2 separate regions of the Sus scrofa genome follow, and region 1 is linked to region 2. A link is a contact called in public Hi-C data. All regions are on one chromosome and are shown on one strand. The core of a region is the stretch at or near the end of the contact, and the rest is flanking DNA. Distances in the headings are between cores, read along the strand shown.

What was found. Hi-C and Micro-C count contacts between places; a contact is called where the count stands out from the background.
Region 1: a Hi-C map of retroperitoneal adipose tissue shows a contact between it and region 2, with 2.0 times the contacts expected there. The contact joins the promoter of STAC3 here to the promoter of NXPH4 in region 2. A contact is called at or near these places in 1 of 5 promoter capture datasets (liver), 28 of 47 Hi-C or Micro-C datasets (adipocytes, alveolar macrophages, blood and 16 more) and 2 of 2 datasets of contacts at active chromatin or transcription factors (alveolar macrophages and skeletal muscle).

The regions. Positions count from the first base shown.
Region 1 is chr5:22,554,155-22,557,929 of Sscrofa11.1, forward strand. STAC3 (SH3 and cysteine-rich domain-containing protein 3) reads right to left here and starts at 2,176. Exons shown (of 12, transcript XM_021091829.1): 1 at 1,845-2,176; 2 at 791-955; 3 at 245-512; 4 at 1-2. The coding sequence starts at 856.
Region 2 is chr5:22,520,482-22,524,382 of Sscrofa11.1, forward strand. NXPH4 (neurexophilin-4) reads left to right here and starts at 2,451. Exons shown (of 6, transcript XM_003355482.3): 1 at 2,451-2,667. The coding sequence starts at 2,608.

The DNA of each region.
Region 1 (3,775 bases), core at 926-3,425, 33 kb after region 2:
GACTTGGGAGATGGGGAGAACATTTGCGTGAGGTTCCTGATTGCCCTTTCCCTTCCTAACACTGCTGCTACTCTAGTTCTCAGGTCCCTTTTCAGTATAGGACCTGACACTCTCCATCTCTGCAGTAGTTTCTTAAAGCTAAATCTTGCCACAGCCTATCTGATGTACAAATACTCCTCTCCTAAATCCTTTCCCCTGCCCCCTGCCTTTGGCATCACACTCTCCACTTCCCTCTGTGACTCACGCACAATCATCCGGGCGCAGACGTCACAGAACTTGGGCTTCTTGAAGAAGTGATCTTTGAATTTGTGGGGCTTATCATTGACAAGCTTGGGAGGTTCTGGGAGTGGTTCTTCTTCCTCTTCCTCCTCTTCTTCCTCTTCCTCATAGATGTAGTAGATGGGCCCACCCCCAGCTCCCACTGCCTCCCCATTGGCCTGGGGCTCTGGGGGAAGCTCCATCTCCTTTGTCCCTGTAGACTCCTTCCTAAATAACTGCTTCAGCCGCTGTAGCTGAGGGAGGGAAGGAAGGAAGGAGGGAAGGAAGGAAACCCAGTGTTAAAGGAACTGTCTTGCTTTTTAGAGTAGGTCAGGCTGAAGCTAACTAGACATTCTTCAAGCTTGGGGCAAGGGGCACACCCCAGGATTAGGGGGTCCTGGGGCCTGTAGGTGCTAGCTAGCATTTGAACAATACATGAATCGTATACAAGTGAGATCAATTCAAGCAATTTTCTTCAAGACTGCAGTGGCTTCCCAGCTCCCCATACCCCATGGTCAAGGCCCAGACTCACCCCACTTTGCCGAGTCTCTCCTGGGAAGGAGGGCTTATGGGACTCCAGCACCTCCTTTTCTGTCATCCTGCAAGAGGTTGACCTCACTATGAAATCTAATCTCTGAATGACATTCTTCCCCCCTTGTTCCTGTCCCTTGCAGTAGGGTGGTCCTTGAAGGGGAGGCTTTGGGAGAAATTTGGTTAAACAGAGATTCTTTCACAGACAGGGGCAAGGAGCAGAAAGATTCCAGAAAGGCCCAGAGAAAAGCCCAACAGACAAAAGAACTTCCCTACCAACTCCTTAAACCAATGACCATCCTTCTATCCTGATGGGCAACCCCAGAGTTTACTGCCCTGAGACAGTGCACAAGGCTGTGTGGTTTAGGCATTTTCCTACAAGCACTTTGTTTCTCTTGGGAATCTGTGGGCTTTGGTTTTTATTTATTTATTTTTGTCTTTTTCTAGGGCTGCACTCGTGGCATAGGGAGGTTCCCAGGCTAGCGGTCTAATTAGAGCTGCAGCTGCCGGCCTACACCACAGCCGCAGCAATGCCGGCTCCTTACCCCACTGAGCAAGGCCAGGGATCAAACCCGCAACCTCATGGTTCCTAGTCGGATTCGTTAACCACTGAGCCATGATGGCAACTCCAAGGGAATCTGTGGGCTTTAGAAATGTGACACACACCTTCCCAGATCCCCTTTCAAGAGGTTTAATGTGCATGTCCACAAGTGCGCATAGAGGGATGGGCTGGGGACATTTGTTCTCTCCTACCTTTCTTGAGCTCAGGGGCCCGGTGCCTAGTTCCCTAGTTCCCAGCCTGCCTCAGGCTTCAGCTATTTTAAGTTTTCAGAGTAATATGAGACTTTCCTTCCCTTACTACTCTACTCCCCTGACCCCACCCCCACCCTACCCTTCAATCCTAACTCTTGTCCTGGAGTAGCTTAATAATTTCACTCCTAAAACCCAAACTACTCACAGACAATGAGAGAAATGAAGAAGCTGAATAGACTACGGATTGGGGAAGCTGGGGTGAGAAGTCCTGGAAACGCAAAGAGGATGAAGAGGCAACTTACGTTTGGGATTCCCTAAGTCAGTCCACAGTCTGTGGAGAAAAGAGGGAGCCCCTGGGGTCTTGATGGTGGTGCTGGGGGAGGACTGGTCCTCTTCCTTGGGGGCTAAGCCCCCCCAGTACCCTCTGTACTCACACCAGCTACCCAGACGGTATTTGTAGACCTCCTAGCCTCTCGCCTTGGTGTCAGAGCTGAAATGACAGGGCTGGAGGAAAGTGGACAGCTGAGCGACACAGCTGACACAGAGAAATTGGACACGAGGAGGTCTGGGCAGGGCTGGACCCTAACTCCTCCCATCCCCCCACACTGCTGTTGCTTGGTTTTTCATCCACGGTGTGCAGTTCAGCATTGGCTAAACTCAGGAGGGGACAGTGTCCATGCTGGACACTTGCGTGGCTGATTTTAGATGACTTACAAACAGCCTTATCCATCCCCTTTCCCCCAAGGTCTCAATACCTCCCCGATTCTCCCCTCCTTGAACCTGTTTTAGGAACTAGCCTTTGACTTCTTAGCCATTGTCTTCTTGTGGTCCCTGTCTTGTTTTTATACCCTCAAGCATCGATCTAGGCTCCAACAGTAAGAAAGCTTGGAAACTGGTCAAGAAAGGATAATTTGGATTTCCAGAGCTCAGCCAAACTAGATTGCCTTTTTTTTTTTTTTTTTTTTTTGGCCGTGCTCACGGCATGCATAAATTAATTCCCGGACCAGGAATTGAACCCATGTCACAGCAGCAACCAGAGCCATAGAAGTGATAATGCCGGGTCTTTAAACCACTGAGCCACTAGGGATCTCCTAGATGGCCTTCCTGCCCATGAGCAGTGGCTGCTATCTGGTAAGGCAGTGACGACACGCAGTATTGCTTTGTTCCCTCCAGCTGCCCCCAGAGATCTTTTCCCTATTTCTCTAAAGTCTTGTCCTCAGGGTGAAAGGAATTCTAAGAGCTATTTTAAAAAGTCAGGCTGGGACTTCCACCTGAGGGTCTCTGAGGGAGTGAGGGTCCAATGATCACAGAGATGGTTTCATTAACATTGCACAGAAGGCAAGAGTTGTCACATTGGGAGTTTTTATCATCTGTAAGTAAGTCTCCTTCCTCATGGGAGCTGCAAACTCTTGGAGACAGGATGGCCAAGCCTCACATTTCCTTCATCATTCTGACTCCCTGATTCCTTCTCTTTCTGATGATGTCCTGGCATATGAACTGATGGGTCAATGAGATAGTTGGCATTCTTTTTTTTGGAGGGGGGTCTTTTTAGGGCTGCACCTTCGGCATATGGAAATTCCCAGGCTAGAGTCAAATTGGAGCTGCAGCTGCCAGCCTATACCACACCACAGTCACAGCAACGTGGGATCCGAGCCTTGTCTGTGACCTACACCACAGCTTACAGCAACACCGGATCCTTTGACTCAATGAGTGGGTCCAGGGATGGAACCTGCATCCTCAGGGACATTAGCTGGGTTCATTACTGCTGAGCCACAACAGGAACTCTGATATCTGGCATTCTTTTTTTTTTTTTTTTTTTTTTTTTTTTGTCTTTTTGCTATTTCTTGGGCCGCTCTCGCGGCATATGGAGGTTCCCAGGCTAGGGGTTGAATCGCAGCTGTAGCCACTGGCCTACACCAGAGCCACATCAACGCGGGATCCGAGCCGCGTCTGTAACCTACACCACAGCTCACAGCAACGCTGGATCGTTAACCCACTGAGCAAGGGCAGGGACTAAACCTGCAACCTCATGGTTCCTAGTCGGATTCTTTAACCACTGCGCCACGACGGGAACTCCATATCTGGCATTCTTATCTCCCAGGCAAGCAGGCTTTTCCTAGTCTGGGCTTGACATGGCTGAAAGAGGAGATACTCCCATCTTGGAGAGCGATTAGAAGGTGGTAACTCGGGGTGGGTGATATTGAAAAGGGGCTGCTGTGTGGTTCTGGTCAAC
Region 2 (3,901 bases), core at 1,201-3,700:
TCCAAGCCAGTTCTGTGATTCTCCACTGCCTCTTGGGCTCCCTAGGGCCCCAGGGCACAACGACCCCCGGCTGGGGAAAGAGGGCGTCCTTGTTGATCGCTTAGAGGGAGGATTGTGTCTTCATCTGTCCACCAGGTGGCGCAGGCACTCCTGCAGCTCAGTTCATCCTGAAACCCAGCACAGCCCCCTCCCCAATGCACACTAATTATGCACCTGCGGGCGGACCCCAACCCAGCCTTTCACTTCCTTCCCTTGGGCTATTCTACCACACCCCCTCTACCCTCCGCCAGCCGGCTCCTCTCCCTCCCCCAGCGCCTGCCTGCTCCCCACCACCAGCAGCCCCACCCCCTCACTCTCTCCCTCTGCCAGCCGTGCATCTGGCGCCCCCGGGGAGCCACTGATTCTCTGCCTGTCGCCTCAAGATCCTGGGCAGAGCGAGAGGGGCCCCCAGCTGCAGCTTGGAACACACACCCCTCCAGTCAGTATCTTCCCTCTGCCCGCTAGGATGGCCGGGAGAGGGTCTACCCGGAGACAATCCTCAAAAACTCTCCACCTGGCAAGGATGGCAGAGAGTCCTAAGACAGAGATGGGGAAGAAAGAGGGGGCAGAACCAGAGGCTGATACAGACAGAATGAGAGACAGACACAGACAGGGAGGGGTAGGGGTGTGTGTGTAGAGGGAGAGAGCTGTGACCTGACACTAGCAAGAGGAGGAGAAATGGGGTGGGTCAGGACTCCAGAAGATCCAGACTCTTGATGAGCTTCTGTCCTGGGTCCCCTGTGTCTGAGTGTGCCCACCCACTACCACTTCAGCAACCCCTGTGCTCAGCGCCCAGACTCAGGATTCTGGATGGAGCCCTGAGGCCTTGAGCCTAGCCGTTCCTGCCCCTTCCTGCCTTCCTCTCTGCCCCACCTACACCAAGATTCCTGCCTACCGACTTCTGTCTATCTTTCTGGGTGTCTCTGTATCCACCTCATCTTCTCAGCATTCCTGATCCTTGTTTTTGTGTCTGTAACATCCCTCTATTTGTCTGTTTGTATGTGCCTGGGCTTGTCTCTTGGACTGCCAGTGCCAGCGACCACCTACATGTGTGTCCATCTCTGTGGATGCTTACCTCTCTGCCAAGGCAAGAAAGGTGGGGTTGGCTCTGAGTACCTGGCTGGGCATGCTTGTCTCTTGGTGCAAGTGTGCATTAGTCTCACACTGAGTGTGTCCATCTGCGTGAATCAGCTCTCTAGGCATGTGTGTGTGTGTGTGTGTGCACGTGTGTATGGATCCGGTCTCTATGTGACTGTGTTCCACTCCCCCTGAAGGCTCACCTCTATGGTGTGGCCTGCCCCTCTGAATGCACCTGCATGCATGCCTGGGGGTGTGTGTCGGTGTCTCCAGATACGCGGATATGCGTCTGTCTCTCTATCTCTTTGCTTGTCCCTATCTCTCGCTGTCTAAGTGTCGGTCATACCACAACCTCAGCCACAGCCTCAGTGCATAGCAACAGCTGACAGCTGAAGACTCCCCGGGCAGGAGAGAGAGACTAGGGGGAGGAGGGAGCCTATGAAGACACAGCCAAGAAGATAGGGACAGAGACGGGGACAGAGACAAGGACAGAGTCAGAGAAGGAAGGGGACAGGGATGGAGAGGAGCTGATGATGAAAGATGGGACACCAGGAGGAAAGGGATGGAGATTGCACCAAGGGGCCGGCGCTGAGGGGGACTTCCTGCCCAATGTCTCCCACGTAGGAATGCTCTGGGATGTGCCCGGAGTCAGCTGTCGGGGGCGAGGGGCAAAGGTGAACAGCCTGGTCTAGCGGAGGGGTCCTGAGACTGCGGAGGTGCCTCGAGGGCGGGGGTGGGGGCGGCGGGCGCCGTTTGTCAGCCCTATTGACAGACGTGATGGGGTTTCCGTCCGTGATCAATGATTCTCATCTCCGGGCCGAATGAGCCGCGGGGCGCCCATCCATCCCCGTCAGCGCTGCGCGCCGGCAGTCGCCCGAGGCCCCGCCCGCCCTCACCTTGGCCCCTGCCCTGCTCCTGCCCCGCTCCTGCCCCGGGACCCTCCTGGGCCCGAGCATCGAAAGGACTCGGGGCTCTGAGAGACCCTGGTCTTGTTGGGCCGCTGAGACTCGCCAGGCTCCTGCTTCGCCGTGCCCGGCTTCGGGGACACGGTGCTGGAGCCCCGAGCCCCACGCCAGGCCCTATTCCTCCGCGGTGCACAGACCCAGCCTCTCGGGTACACTGTTCCTGAGCCCCTCGATCCTCTCCTCTTCGCACCTGGGCGGGGGCGTGTCTGGGGCGTGTCGGGGTGAAAGTCACCTTCGGTGCCCCCAGCTGGGCGGGAGGGGGCGCGCGGGGCGCGGTCGGGATTGGAGCGCCGCGGAGCCCCGCCCCCCCGCCCGCCCGAGTCCGACCCAACTTTCTCCCCCGCCCGCGCCCCGCCCCCAGCGCGGCGCTCCGCTCCTCTCCCCGCTCAGTCCGCGGGCCGTGCCGCCTGCTCCCGCCGCTCCGGCAGCCACCCCGCGGCGCGCCCGCCGGGGTCCCCTTGCTCTCAGGTCTGGCTCCTGCCTGCCCGGGACCCGCCCCGCCCGCCCTGCCCGGCCGCTCGGGAAGATGCGGCTGCTGCTGCCGGAATGGCTCTTCTTGCTCTTTGGCCCGTGGCTCCTGAGGAAGGTAAGGGCAGCCCGGCGGTAGCTCGAGTGCGGGGGTCCAGGACACAGAGGTCCCGGCGTGCTAGGGGTTCTGCGCGCCCGCCCCGTCCCCCGCGCGGAGCATCCCAACTTTGCCCGGCGTGGGGAACGCGGACAGACAGACTCCCGATTCAGGACAGGCGCTCTCCCAGCTCAAGTTGGCTGAGGGTCGGGGAGGGTGCTAGGGTGGAGGCCCGGCTCGGATCGCGCTCCGGGAGCGGCGGGGGAGGGGACGAAGCTCGACCCGCGAGTGCGCCAGACAGAGCGGGAGTGCGAGACAGACAGACAAGCCAGCAGGGTGTCAGCCTTGCCGTCTTTCCGCGCCAACCTCGCTCGCCTTCCTCGCTGTCTGTCCTTCCACCTCTCCACCCCCACCTTCCCCTTTCAATCCTCTGCTCTTGTCACAATGCCAGGTGGGCACTGTGGTGTTGTTCTGAGCATACACGGGCCGAACACACGCGCGCACACACGGACTCACACAGATACCGCCGAACTTGGCTACAATCTCCCATCACATTTCCCGCGGAGACACCATCTCCCCTGCACAACCTCACAGACACACCCCTCTCTCGCGCCTGGCGGGAAGGGGGTGGGGGCTGTCTGGAAAGAGAGTCTTTCCTCCCGTCCTCTCCTCACCCCCTCCTCCCTAAGCTGCCTCTTTCCCTGAGGCTCCAAGGCGAAGACACAGAGGCTAAGGGGACCCAGACTTCATCTGCCTCCCTCCCGACTTGCAGGCTTCAACTCCTGTACACTGTGTGCTCATATGTGCTGCTGTGGAGTGTGTGGGTCAAAGCATGCACCTGTGTGTGCCTGTGACCGGGGCAGCCAGGCCTGTGTGTCTAGTGCTGGGGTCCAAGGTGTGGGTACACTGGTGAGGTGTGTGGTGGTGACTCAGAAGGGGTGAGTGCAAGTGCAACCATCTGTTTGTGCCCCACTGTGAGTCCCACAATGGGGGCCTGGGCCCTAGACCCTTGTCTTCTTCCACCAGGTCCCCTGCCCCTGACTTTCCTGTTTCCAACATCCCAACTGTGACCTACCCAGTTTTGAGGCAGACAGGTGGCTCCCTAAACCCCTACTCCCTGAACCCCCAGCCCCAGCGCCTGCAGAGTCTAGAAGGGGTGTAGTTCTCCCCCACACACACTTGGCCCCCCACCTGCTCAGCCAGATTGCACTCAGCAGCTCCAGCAGGGCAAGGGCTGCCCTAGGGAAGCTGGCGA